Linked DNA regions of Mus musculus: all the other regions are linked to region 1. The links are chromatin contacts, called in public Hi-C and promoter capture Hi-C maps. All regions are on one chromosome and are shown on one strand. Each heading gives the region's core, a stretch centred on a gene start, on an enhancer-like site or on the middle of the called end of the contact. The rest is flanking DNA. Distances are from core to core; before and after follow the strand shown. Region 1 holds the start of Diras2 (DIRAS family, GTP-binding RAS-like 2). Region 2 has its middle 73 kb from the start of Gm33116. Region 3 has its middle 95 kb from the start of Gm33116. Region 4 has its middle 130 kb from the start of Gm33116.

Region 1 (2,531 bases), core at 13-2,512:
ATGGTCTACTCCCTTCTTATTTTAGTAGCCATAGCACTAAGGCCAGAGTCAAGCTGAACTAAGGAACAAAGATGTTATCTTAACTGTAAATAGTGAAAGCATATCTTAGGTAAGATTTCAAAACAAACAAACAAACAAACAAACATGTTTCCTGTGAATAGCAGGGCAGAGATTTGCTTTGCAAACCAACTTCAAAGGATTATATCCTCTGAAATTACAGGACTCCAGAACTTACCCAAACAGAAAAGTGACTATATTATAGCTTACAGAATCTGTAAGCTAAGCCTAATTTAGAAGATACAGGCCCCATTTTGTAATTCTTTTACCACATCACCAAAGGACAAAGATAAGGATAAAAAAAGAAAAAAAGAGTTTCCTCCAGCCATAGAGTGCAAGTATGATATAGGTAGATGTTCCTGTCCAGCGCTTACAAAATGTCAGTACAGCATATTCTCTCTCTCTCTCTCTCTCTCTCTCTCTCTCTCTCTCTCTCTCTCTCTCTCTCTCTCTCTCTCTCTCTCTCTCTGTTAATTCTTTGAAATGGTCATGAAAAGCTGCTGAGCAGCGTGGTCCCCCAAGCTTACCCAAAGAGGTGATGTCAGAGCCCTGTCCTGTTAAAACGCTTGAATTCTTGTAGTATGGTTGCCTTTCAGGCAGGGAATTTCTTGGCACCTCTAAGTGACAGGCTGTCTTGTGATTTAGCACATGTGACTACTATTGTCGACTTGACAGAATCTAGAGTCACCTGGAGACGGGCCTCAGGCTTGTGGGAGGAGAGATTATCTTGATTACTTAAGTGTTGTGCAAAGGCCGGTCTTGACTGTGGGCTAGACCATTCCTGGGTACAGGATCCTGGACTATACAAATTGATCTCGGTAGCAGCGTGCTTCCACAGTCGTCTAAGTTCTGATTACCGATGCGATGTGATCAGCCATTTCAAGATTTTTTTTTTCCTGCTTTGCTTTTTTACTCTGAACTATGAGCCAGAGCAAACCCAGTTTTCCTTAGCTTGTTTTTGTCACAGCTACAGGAACAGAAACCTTGCCCAGTGACCAAGTCTTATTGCGTGGTAAGCAGTGATTAAGTACACTAGGGTAGGAGCATAGTTTTAAACACAGGAATCCACTGTCCTTTCAACGGAATGATTTTTGATTCATTTAATTTTCAGAAAATTCTAGTCTCTTGTCATCTATTCCAGAAGCTTTCGGTAGAGGGCAGCTGAAGGCTCCCGGTGAAAAGCAGGCCACCGCAACGAGCAACCACTGTGCTTGCAGGAGCTTGAGGAGGGTGGAGCCGGAGGCCGGGAGGCTAGAGCCAGAGAGCACCGCGTGGGAGGACTGCACAGGGCCAGGCGCGCGTGCGGGCGGTGCAGGGAGCGGTGCTGGAGGTTGTAAGGCTGTGCAGAGAGCTCGGGCGGGTGCATAAGGCAGAGAGGGGCAGACAGAGAGGGGCAGCACAGGGGGCAGGACGTTGCATTGGGCGTTGCACTGGAGGTGCAGGGCTCTGGACATTGCACTGGGGGTGCGGTGCACAGGGCGGTGCGGGGCGCAGGGCAGCTGACAGCGTCATCAGGCGGGAGCAGCGCGCACTCCGCCTCAGCAGCCACCGCATCGCGCTGCGCGCAGCGGGTCCCGGAGCTGCGCCTGGAGACCTGCGGCTCTGAGCCGGCTCTCCCCAGGTAAGCAAGCCACCACGGCTCTCGGCTGGAGCTGGATACAGCTCGCGGGTGCCCGGCGCTTTTGGCCAGTCCTGGGAGCCAGAGGAGCAGGATTACTCTCTGGGGCTGAAGATCAGTATGTATCCCAGGACTTGGAGAGGGGGACCAGCCAGCCTCATCCTGCATCCTTCCAGGAGGGGAGGGCGAGGACGAAGCCATAGCTCAGTTGGGAGAACGTTAGACTGAACACCTAACATTGCTTTGAAGGGGCAAAACCTCAGGGTCTTACCCAAGATTAGGGATCCCGTCCTAACAGGAGTTGCGGTTGGGGAAATTCTTTGACTGCAGGTATTCTAATGAATGCGGAAGATTCCATCGATTTAGGAAAAGTCTCCTAAAGAGGTACAGCTAGAGAAAGAAACATTCAGAGCCAAGAAGAAATGGCTAGGGGATTCCTGATGTTTGGATCCCAACCTCTAGACTTAACGCTCTGGAAAGGGACCCGCCCCAATGTCTCATTTCCTATTTTAAAGACCAGGCTTGGGATATCCACGGGACTCCCCTTCTTCTCCCGGTGGGAGCTCAGGCAAGTCTCAGCATCTAGTCCAGGCAGAAGAACGTGGGTCTCCATCAGAGGACAATGACAGCTGGCTGCCCAAGGGTTGGACTTCCCCACCCTGCTTTGCGATTCCATGTCCCAGTTCATATTCTTTGGGGTTGGGGGATCTTTGGAACTGGACACCACACATCTCGGTTGTTCCATGCCTTCAAAGGTGGAACACAGTATAACTTGGGTGGAGGAATCCGTGCCCAGCCAGCCTTGTTTAGGAATTCATTTCACATTTTGGTTCTTGTTAGCTTTTAATCGGGCCCC
Region 2 (2,531 bases), core at 13-2,512, 220 kb after region 1:
GTTCTCAAGTGGAGCCCCCAACCCCTAGAATGAGAGCCGGGGCTCAGTGCAAGCTGAAACTCTGGCCAGATAAATCCAGATGGATTGCTAGGGATAAATAAAAGTCTAAACTCGGCATTCCTCGGGAACGTGTGAAGTCAGTCTCTCTTGGTCAGGATGAGCCGTCGCTTCCCTTATTCGGCCCTACAATAGATTCCCTCCGGCAATGGGCACCAGCTTCCTATTAACATATACCTGCAATGCACACCAAGTCCCCACACTAGCTCTTCTGACCAGCAAACCTGCTCTCACTAGTCTACCTTCCAGGCTTTTCCAGTCTGCAGGCTTCATCACTCTCATCACAACCTTCGTCTTTAAAGATTGGTGAGGCTTTCCTGACAGTTTGCTATTCTCTCTGCCCCTGAGAGAGAAAGCGAGGGCAGTTTAAAATCCCCCCAATAAAACATATCTTTCTACCCAGGGAGTGTTCCAGTTAGATGGTTGGACAGCACCCTTGTTTACACTCACCCGTCCAGGAGTGACCAAATGTCGTATTCAGAGTGGCCAGTGAAGGGGCTGTATTTTAATCCACTTCACACAGGAGGAAGCTGAAGTCTGGATAGATCAACAGCCTTTCTAGACTTCTGATCACTACAAATGACTACCCCAAGAACAGAAGAATGCTGGGAGCTGGGCTCTGAACCCTTTCTGCATGGGCCATCACCATCTGTCATATCAGGACCTGAGCCTGGAGACAGTAATTAGCTGGTCTATAATTTTCAAGCAGCACTTATGGGAAGAAAAGATCAGCAGCCTTTAGATATTATTTTTAAATGCATAGAATAGGGAGCCTCCGGCCCCTTGTGGGAGTTTAAATTGCTTTTCTCTACCCCTGGAGGGAACAAAATCAAAGAAAAATGAATTTTTTTTTACCCATTTCTACCAGTTGCTAGCCATTTTGTTTGTTTCAGGGGGAGAGAGACAGAGACAGAGACATAGACAAAGAGAGACAGACAAACAGAGAGAGAGAGACAGACACACACACAGAGACAGAAAGAGACAGAAACAAAGACAGAGACATAGAGACAGAAAGAGACACAGAGAGACACAGAGAGACAAAGACACACAGAGAGACAGAGAAAGGAGACATTTCTTGTCTGAGCCTGCCTTTATTCTCAGTAGTACTATGTAGGAGTAAGTCTCTGCTGAGACTGTGTGCTTTACACATGCAATTCCAAGGCACTTTCTCTGCCCAGTCTTCCTCTCCTGCTCTCCCTGTCAGAATACTTCCATCCTGAGCTGTAACTTTTGATAAGCACTGAGTCATGCAGCCCACGCATGAGCCAGGCTGTCCGGGACTTGCCAGAACACAGCTATGTTTTGATTTTCTTTTATTATCTACCAGGTCCAATTTATTAAATTTTTGAAGTCTACTTTTCAAAATCCTGTAGCTGATCAAAGTCTGCGGCGATCACTGGAGGGTGAGAAAGGAGGAGGGGGGGTTTCCTAATGAGGGTTCTGGGTACAACGCTCTCCATCCGAAAGGGAACTTGGCCACTTCTGAGGTTTGTACTTGATTTCCTCAGCTGCACTCCCTACAGCCTGGAGTTGACAAGTTGTTCAACACTAGTGGCTTTGCAGCATGTCCTAGATGCCTGCAGGTTGTGTTGACCTCTGAGGTCAGGGAAGCATCAATTCCAGAACACAGAGCCTTTCCTCGCTGTCTCACGATCTGCCTCATCTGGCAGGGAGCTCGTGGATATGTGCAGCTCACCTGCCCTACTGTGTGTGATTCTACATTGTCCTGTGGAATGCAGGGAGACACTCGATGGTACAGCCTGCATCTCTCAGGGCCCTGAGGACAGCACAATTGTGCAAGTGTGTCTGAGAGCACAGAGCAGAGCCTGGACAGCCTCACTGCTGGAGAGAATAGGGGCTGGGGATGTGGCTCAGTTGGTAGGATACTTACTAAACATATAGGAAACCCGGGGTTCACTCCCCAGTACTGAATAAATTGGGAGTGGTGATGCACACTTAGAATCCTAGCACTCAAGAGGTGGGGGCAGGGAGATCAGAAATGAAAGGTCCGTGGCTATATAAACCTTGGGAGGGGTTGTTTGTTTGTTTCTTTGTTTTATTTTGGCTTAGTTTTTTCTTTTTAAAGAGCAAGTCAAACATGAACAGGATATAGGGAAACAAGAAACAGCTCCAGTTTAGAAGAAGCAGGACTCTGTCAACTATTTATGTTGAAACTAACATCAAAACTACGGACAGACAGGATATTAAACATAAGAATCGACTTGAACTATCTGCAAACCACTTGTTTACTATGAAAGTAGTGTGCCAACTACCATTCAGATGTACCCATGAATCCTAAGATCAAGCAGAGGGCAGCATCTATGCTATTTTAACTTTGTGATGGGCAAGTGTCTTTTTCAAGGCTTACTTATTTATATTTTGTGTATATGTTTTTTTTTTTTTTCAGTAGGTATCTCCATGAACCATTTCCATGCCTGATGCCAGAAGAGGATGTTGGACCCCATAGGACTGGA
Region 3 (2,531 bases), core at 10-2,509, 200 kb after region 1:
CTAATGTTCCCAACCTTCAAAAAACAAATGCTGCCTCTGGAAACTTCTATACATTTCTTTCTGAGTAGATGCAAATTTTCATCTCTCTTGGAAAATAGTTAGAATGGCATCCTCGAGTCCTGCGGGGAGTGCCTTTGTAAGAATGTTCTAAAGCTGTGTTCTGCAATTACTGGATCATTTTGTGGCCCCAGCATCACTGTACTGCCTGCAAGTGGGAATTCCTGGAAAGAAGCTGTCTTTTATCGTGCGCTGATAAAAACCTCACTGACTATGGAGAGTTTGGGATGTTGCTGCTCCCACAGGCTAATCGCTGTTTCTCTCCAGCTATCTTTGCCCCTAAAAAGGTCTTCTTCGCTCAGTTCTGTTGCAGACCTAACATCCTGATAGACAGAAACCTTTAGAAGGTGTCAGCATAATAAAAACCTACTCTCCACCAACACAAGGGCTGAGAGTGCCATCCCATAGCACCCAAGGCCTGAGAGTCTTCTGCCTGCTGTAACTTGACTCTTTAATGCCTCCACTGGTGAATTTTTTTAAATTGCCTTGATTCCTGGCTGTCGTTGTTATATTGCTTTAAAGCTCCGTGAAACTACTTCTATGTTGGAAGTGGGGTAACCTAAACTTGAGGTTTTTGTGGCCATTTTAATTCAGTTTTGGGTCCAGAATAAACCATTGCTTATCCTCTTTGAGGTGAGAGCTGTGTTTTGGGCAATGACATGCCAAAGTCCACGGCTCCTCAGATGGCAAATATACAGTTTACAGGCTTTCCTGGTAAGAGTGGTAAGGGCTGAAGAGATGGTGAGACAGCTTGATTGGTAAAGTTCTTATCAACGGTGTGAAATAAATAAATAAAAAGATTTTAGGTAAATCTTTAAAACCCAGAAAGAAACACAAGATTCCTCTGCCCCTTTTAGGTTAAAAAAATATGTTATAGTCTACAAAGAGAGGTAATCTAGATGCAATTTCCACTGATTTCCCTAGTTAGTTGAGCAGAAACCAGCAATGTCCACATAGTAGGTGAGGTGTGTGTGTGTGTGTGTGTGTGTGTGTGTGTGTGTGGAGAGAGAGAGAGAGAGAGAGAGAGAGAGAGAGAGAGAGAGATTCTCCTTTGTGTTTCTCAACTGGCTGGGCACTGATGTTCTTTTTGCTTCCCACAGCCGGGCTCTTCTGTTTGCGGGGGAAGTACGAAGATGTGGGAAGCACCAGTAACTAACTGGTCCTCTGGGCTGAGTGCAGCACGAATCAGAAATAAAAGAAGGCAGAGCAGTTTCAGAGCCGCCTGGAGCAACAACAGTACAACAGGGCTGTGAGTGGGAAGCCAGCTCAGAACAAGGGGCCTGGGATTCTCACATTTCGCTGATGCTTCCTCTAGGAAGCCACCATAGACACCGTTCCTGAGGCCCTCGTGGAGCCTGGGATGATGAATGTCCCTCTGGGAGGCTCCTGGTAGAACAAGACTTGGGCAGTTCCTCAAGTGTGTCTGTGCACGAATCATGATACAGAAAATTGGACAGAATGCTGCGGGATTTGCATATAGACCGCAATTAAACCCCAGGATTGTGTCTGAGAGATGCGGTAAGGAGTAGATCATATTTAAAAATTAGAGCTGTCTTCTATTCATCCTACAAATGTTGTGTGAGGGTGTAGGAGTCAGGTTGTTCAGAAGTAAAGGAAAGCAAGAGGAGGTGGAGGAAGAGAGAGAGAGAGTAAAGGATTCAAAGGCTAGAAACAGATGGGAAAAATAAAGATTTCGGAGAAAAATATATAAATAAAAATAAGATTTAGAAGGGGACTGGATCATTGGGTTAATGGGTCAAGCACTTGTCACGCAATATGAGGTGCTGAGTTCAGATCTCTACAAGCTGGGCAGGTGTGGCCACACGCCATGCTAGACTTCAGAGACAGGGATTCCCCAAACAAGTTGGCTAGCTCCACCAGCTGAATGGGCAGATTCTAAGCTCAGCAAGAGGCCTCACCTCACCTCAGTAACTAAAGGAGGAGCCAGAATGAGGCTCACACGCATGTGCACACCCTCCTGCATGAAGATGAATACATACCTGTACCATACATGCCCTAAAGAGGATTTCAGGAGACATGGGGAGCCATACCAGGAGCAGCATAACGGGGCCTTGGGAAGATGAAGAACATGACCTAAAGAACCTGGACAGGAGCTTTGCTAGGAGAATGAACATCATCACAGAGGGAGCATTGTGTGTAATGACGGGAAAGGGGGACGCTTCAAGGCCCCCAAAGGAGCCGTGTCAGAAGGGACAGCCGCCACGTGCATGCGTCTGCAGGGAGAGCCATCAGCTCCTGAGGACAAAAGGAGTTTCCGGCTCTGGCAGGTGTTCAGGTCAGGGATGCTCTACACCATGCGACCTGGTCTACACACACAAGGAAGGGCTGAAATTAGGTATGCCCCTGAGTTTATTCCCCAGCTACCAGAGAAAGAGAAGGGCTGTAAACCCACAGGAGGGCTGACTTCTTGCCAATCATGTGTCTCAGAGATCAGGACAAATGCTGAATTCTGA
Region 4 (2,531 bases), core at 18-2,517, 170 kb after region 1:
GAAGAGACTGGAAGGAAGAAGCAAGGGTGGAAGTAACAGTTTAGACAGGGAGCAAGCTGCTTCAAGCTGCTGAGTCTACCTATGCCCTGCCAAGGCACTGGGCATGGTAGGGTTCCTACCTGGCACACAATTGTCATCTAACAGAGAAATAAAGAACAATCTGGAAGGAGGCAAGGGCTATTTCTAGGCAAGGACCAGGGAGGATCCTGAGACACGGAGAAAGTGACTTTGTCCTTTCACAGATATGGAACCAATCGTCACCTGGAGGTTTCTGAGTGGCACATCTTCTCACCTCATGACCTGCTTTAAACAACAGATGCATAAAAACGAAGCATAAATCTTAAGCTACTGCGGTAGGCCTTAACCAAAGCCATTAGCCATGTTATAGGAAAAGCTAGCCTGACATCCCCAGCCAGCCACACGAGAGGTCTACTGAAGAGACCTTAAGAGCTCAGCTGACGGGGAGCACTAAACCCAATTTGGGGTGTGAAGTAAAGAGTGTGGGTCTAGCTGATCCCCTCAGCCAGGGGCCAGCCCTTCCCAGGATCTCAAACTCTCTGAGGCCCCAGCTATGGAAACAAGCTCAGCCATCACTCTCAGAGGACAGCAGGGTTATCCTCATTGCTTCTCAACAGTGCCTGGGGTCTTGTGCCAAGGCCAGGACTCTCATGCTTAGCTCTACTCGAATGTGGGCATGTGCACATCATGGTGGCCGCACAATGTCTCCTGAGTGGCTCTGGGCTGTGCCCTGTGGAGAATCCTGTCATATATGGACACGTATATGGAGTTACTAATTCTCACTACAGGAGGATCAGAGAGACTGAAGCCATTTATAACTGCATTTTACAGCTTGCTGGTTTAGGTAGGCTGGCCAGAGTCAGGGGATCCTCTGTCACTACACCTTCAGTGCTGGGATTACAGTTGTATACCACCAGGCCTGGCTTCCTGTTTTGTTTAGCACCCTATGGATTCTACACTAAGAAGCTAGAATTGACAATTTTTAAAAACACTCTTGTTTAACATTGGTTTTTTTTTTCTGATTTTACAGAAAGTATTCTGTTTGTCATAGAATTACTATTTCTGTCTGTGACAAAGTTTCTCTTCTCCTGATGGGTGTGACAGCTTTGCTGTTTCTCTATGTGATATTTAATTAAGAAGGAGAAGGAGAAAGGCAGAGAGCCAACAACACATATACTCATGAGCACATAGTCACACACTATACACTTATGCAAATGCCCTCACAGTTATATACATAGTCACACACACACACACACATGAGCACATTCCTGCAATGCACACACAGTGTTTACCTAGCCACATGACCACAAACAGCACAATCTGGGTCTTTAATCATAGACAGGGAGAGGCTTGGAGACTCGAATTTACATTGAATCTAAGACTCGGTAGATTACATATATTTTTTACATGTTCTTATTGTTTGTTCAGTTGTGACTAAAATCATTTCCTGGCTTCTGGATTTCAGAAATCACGTGCCTCAGTGCAGCTTGAGTGGAGCTAGTTACCATGGGAATTCCGAAGGACTGCCTATATTCTCTCTCCCTCTCTGCCATGAGGAATCTTTCAGCCTGTGTAATGCCATCCAAAAACATACCTTTCATCTCAAAGAAATAAAAGACATGGCTTATACTGGGGCAAAATATAATTAATCATGACCCAGGAACATGATACCCCAAATACAATGTTGTGAAACACAATCAGTTTCATGGAATTTTTTTTTTTTTACAGTAACAGAAAAAGAAAGTTATAAATCAATGTTTAAAAAATACATTGGCGGAACACTGAGTGACAGCAAGAAGGTGGAACTTTGCTATGGGCCTTCAGTGTTGTCTGATGGCATGGTTAGCCCCTTGATTGGTGGGAAACTAGGATTTTGATAAGTTACTACACCCTAGGATAGTAACTAGAACGTTAAGTTGGGCTAGTAGCAGGATGGTAGGTCTGACACAGAGGAAGAGTAAGAATGGCCTTTTAGTGGGCCAAAGACTGTACAAGATAAATTATAATTAGGGTTTGGACCTGCAACATCCCAACCTCTCAAAATCATTTAAATTTCAATCGGTCCTTTAGCCTGTTCAGCTTCTCCCAGGAAGTCTTGCTCACAGTGAATCCTTTAGTCTTCCGGCCTCTTCTCTGAGGTGTGCGCAATCATGTTTGTGCATGAGGAAGCAGAGACCCCAGCAGGCCAGAGGTGGGCTCAGTATCTCACAGGGGAAAGAAAAAGTCACATGGCTTCAGTGCCTTTTAGGGTTTTAAAGACGAATGGCTCTTACCAGAAAATCAGCAGGACCTGTAAGAGCTTTCCCTTACTGCTAGACTTCTTCTCTAGCACATGAATCCTTCCGATGAAAGAAGGACTCGTCTCCAGTTGAGGCATGCATGAAAAGGGTTCTGGATATTGTGGACTCAGAAAGGGGGATATCTGTGGACCAAGAAAAGGGGATATCTGTGGACCCAGAAAAGGGGATATCTGTGGCTTCTCCCTCTCAACACAGATAGAGACAGACCACAGA

The links. Promoter capture Hi-C pulls out the DNA fragments that hold promoters and counts their contacts. A called contact is a pair of places that touch in the nucleus more often than the background predicts.
Region 2: a contact with region 1 is called in a Hi-C map of embryonic fibroblasts, with 12 read pairs. The contact joins the enhancer-like site here to the promoter of Diras2 in region 1. A contact is called at or near these places in 12 of 39 promoter capture datasets (the 3T3-L1 cell line, 3T3-L1-derived adipocytes, the HPC-7 cell line and 7 more), 5 of 484 Hi-C or Micro-C datasets (bone marrow-derived macrophages, cerebral cortex, cortical neurons and 2 more), 12 of 115 datasets of contacts at active chromatin or transcription factors (SST interneurons, bone marrow-derived macrophages, craniofacial prominence and 9 more) and 4 of 9 other capture datasets (adipose tissue, embryonic stem cells, liver and 1 more).
Region 3: a promoter capture Hi-C map of hippocampal neurons shows a contact between it and region 1, with 7 times the contacts expected there. The contact joins the enhancer-like site here to the promoter of Diras2 in region 1. A contact is called at or near these places in 7 of 39 promoter capture datasets (the 3T3-L1 cell line, the HPC-7 cell line, cranial neural crest and 4 more), 8 of 484 Hi-C or Micro-C datasets (bone marrow-derived macrophages, brain, cerebellar granule neurons and 5 more), 7 of 115 datasets of contacts at active chromatin or transcription factors (SST interneurons, craniofacial prominence, embryonic basal ganglia and 4 more) and 4 of 9 other capture datasets (adipose tissue, embryonic stem cells, liver and 1 more).
Region 4: a Hi-C map of cortical neurons shows a contact between it and region 1, with 2.3 times the contacts expected there. The contact joins the enhancer-like site here to the promoter of Diras2 in region 1. A contact is called at or near these places in 10 of 39 promoter capture datasets (the 3T3-L1 cell line, 3T3-L1-derived adipocytes, cranial neural crest and 6 more), 23 of 484 Hi-C or Micro-C datasets (the AML12 cell line, the C2C12 cell line, adipose-derived mesenchymal stem cells and 15 more), 7 of 115 datasets of contacts at active chromatin or transcription factors (bone marrow-derived dendritic cells, embryonic basal ganglia, embryonic stem cells and 4 more) and 2 of 9 other capture datasets (adipose tissue and macrophages).

The regions. Positions count from the first base shown.
Region 1 is chr13:52,529,567-52,532,097 of GRCm38.p6, reverse strand. It overlaps Diras2 (DIRAS family, GTP-binding RAS-like 2), which reads left to right and starts at 1,262. Exons shown (of 2, transcript NM_001024474.2): 1 at 1,262-1,678.
Region 2 is chr13:52,305,987-52,308,517 of GRCm38.p6, reverse strand. No RefSeq gene overlaps it. Among named protein-coding and RNA genes, the nearest start is that of Gm33116, 73 kb to the right of the region's middle. Within about 2 kb of position 1,262, at least 51 of the 459 cell types and tissues checked have an H3K27ac peak or open chromatin away from gene starts, as enhancers often do. A contact at or near this core is called in embryonic fibroblasts, where this site is marked.
Region 3 is chr13:52,327,704-52,330,234 of GRCm38.p6, reverse strand. No RefSeq gene overlaps it. Among named protein-coding and RNA genes, the nearest start is that of Gm33116, 95 kb to the right of the region's middle. Within about 2 kb of position 1,259, at least 8 of the 459 cell types and tissues checked have an H3K27ac peak or open chromatin away from gene starts, as enhancers often do. A contact at or near this core is called in brain, cerebral cortex, hippocampal neurons and 1 more, where this site is marked.
Region 4 is chr13:52,360,362-52,362,892 of GRCm38.p6, reverse strand. No RefSeq gene overlaps it. Among named protein-coding and RNA genes, the nearest start is that of Gm33116, 130 kb to the right of the region's middle. Within about 2 kb of position 1,267, at least 9 of the 459 cell types and tissues checked have an H3K27ac peak or open chromatin away from gene starts, as enhancers often do. A contact at or near this core is called in cortical neurons and hippocampal neurons, where this site is marked.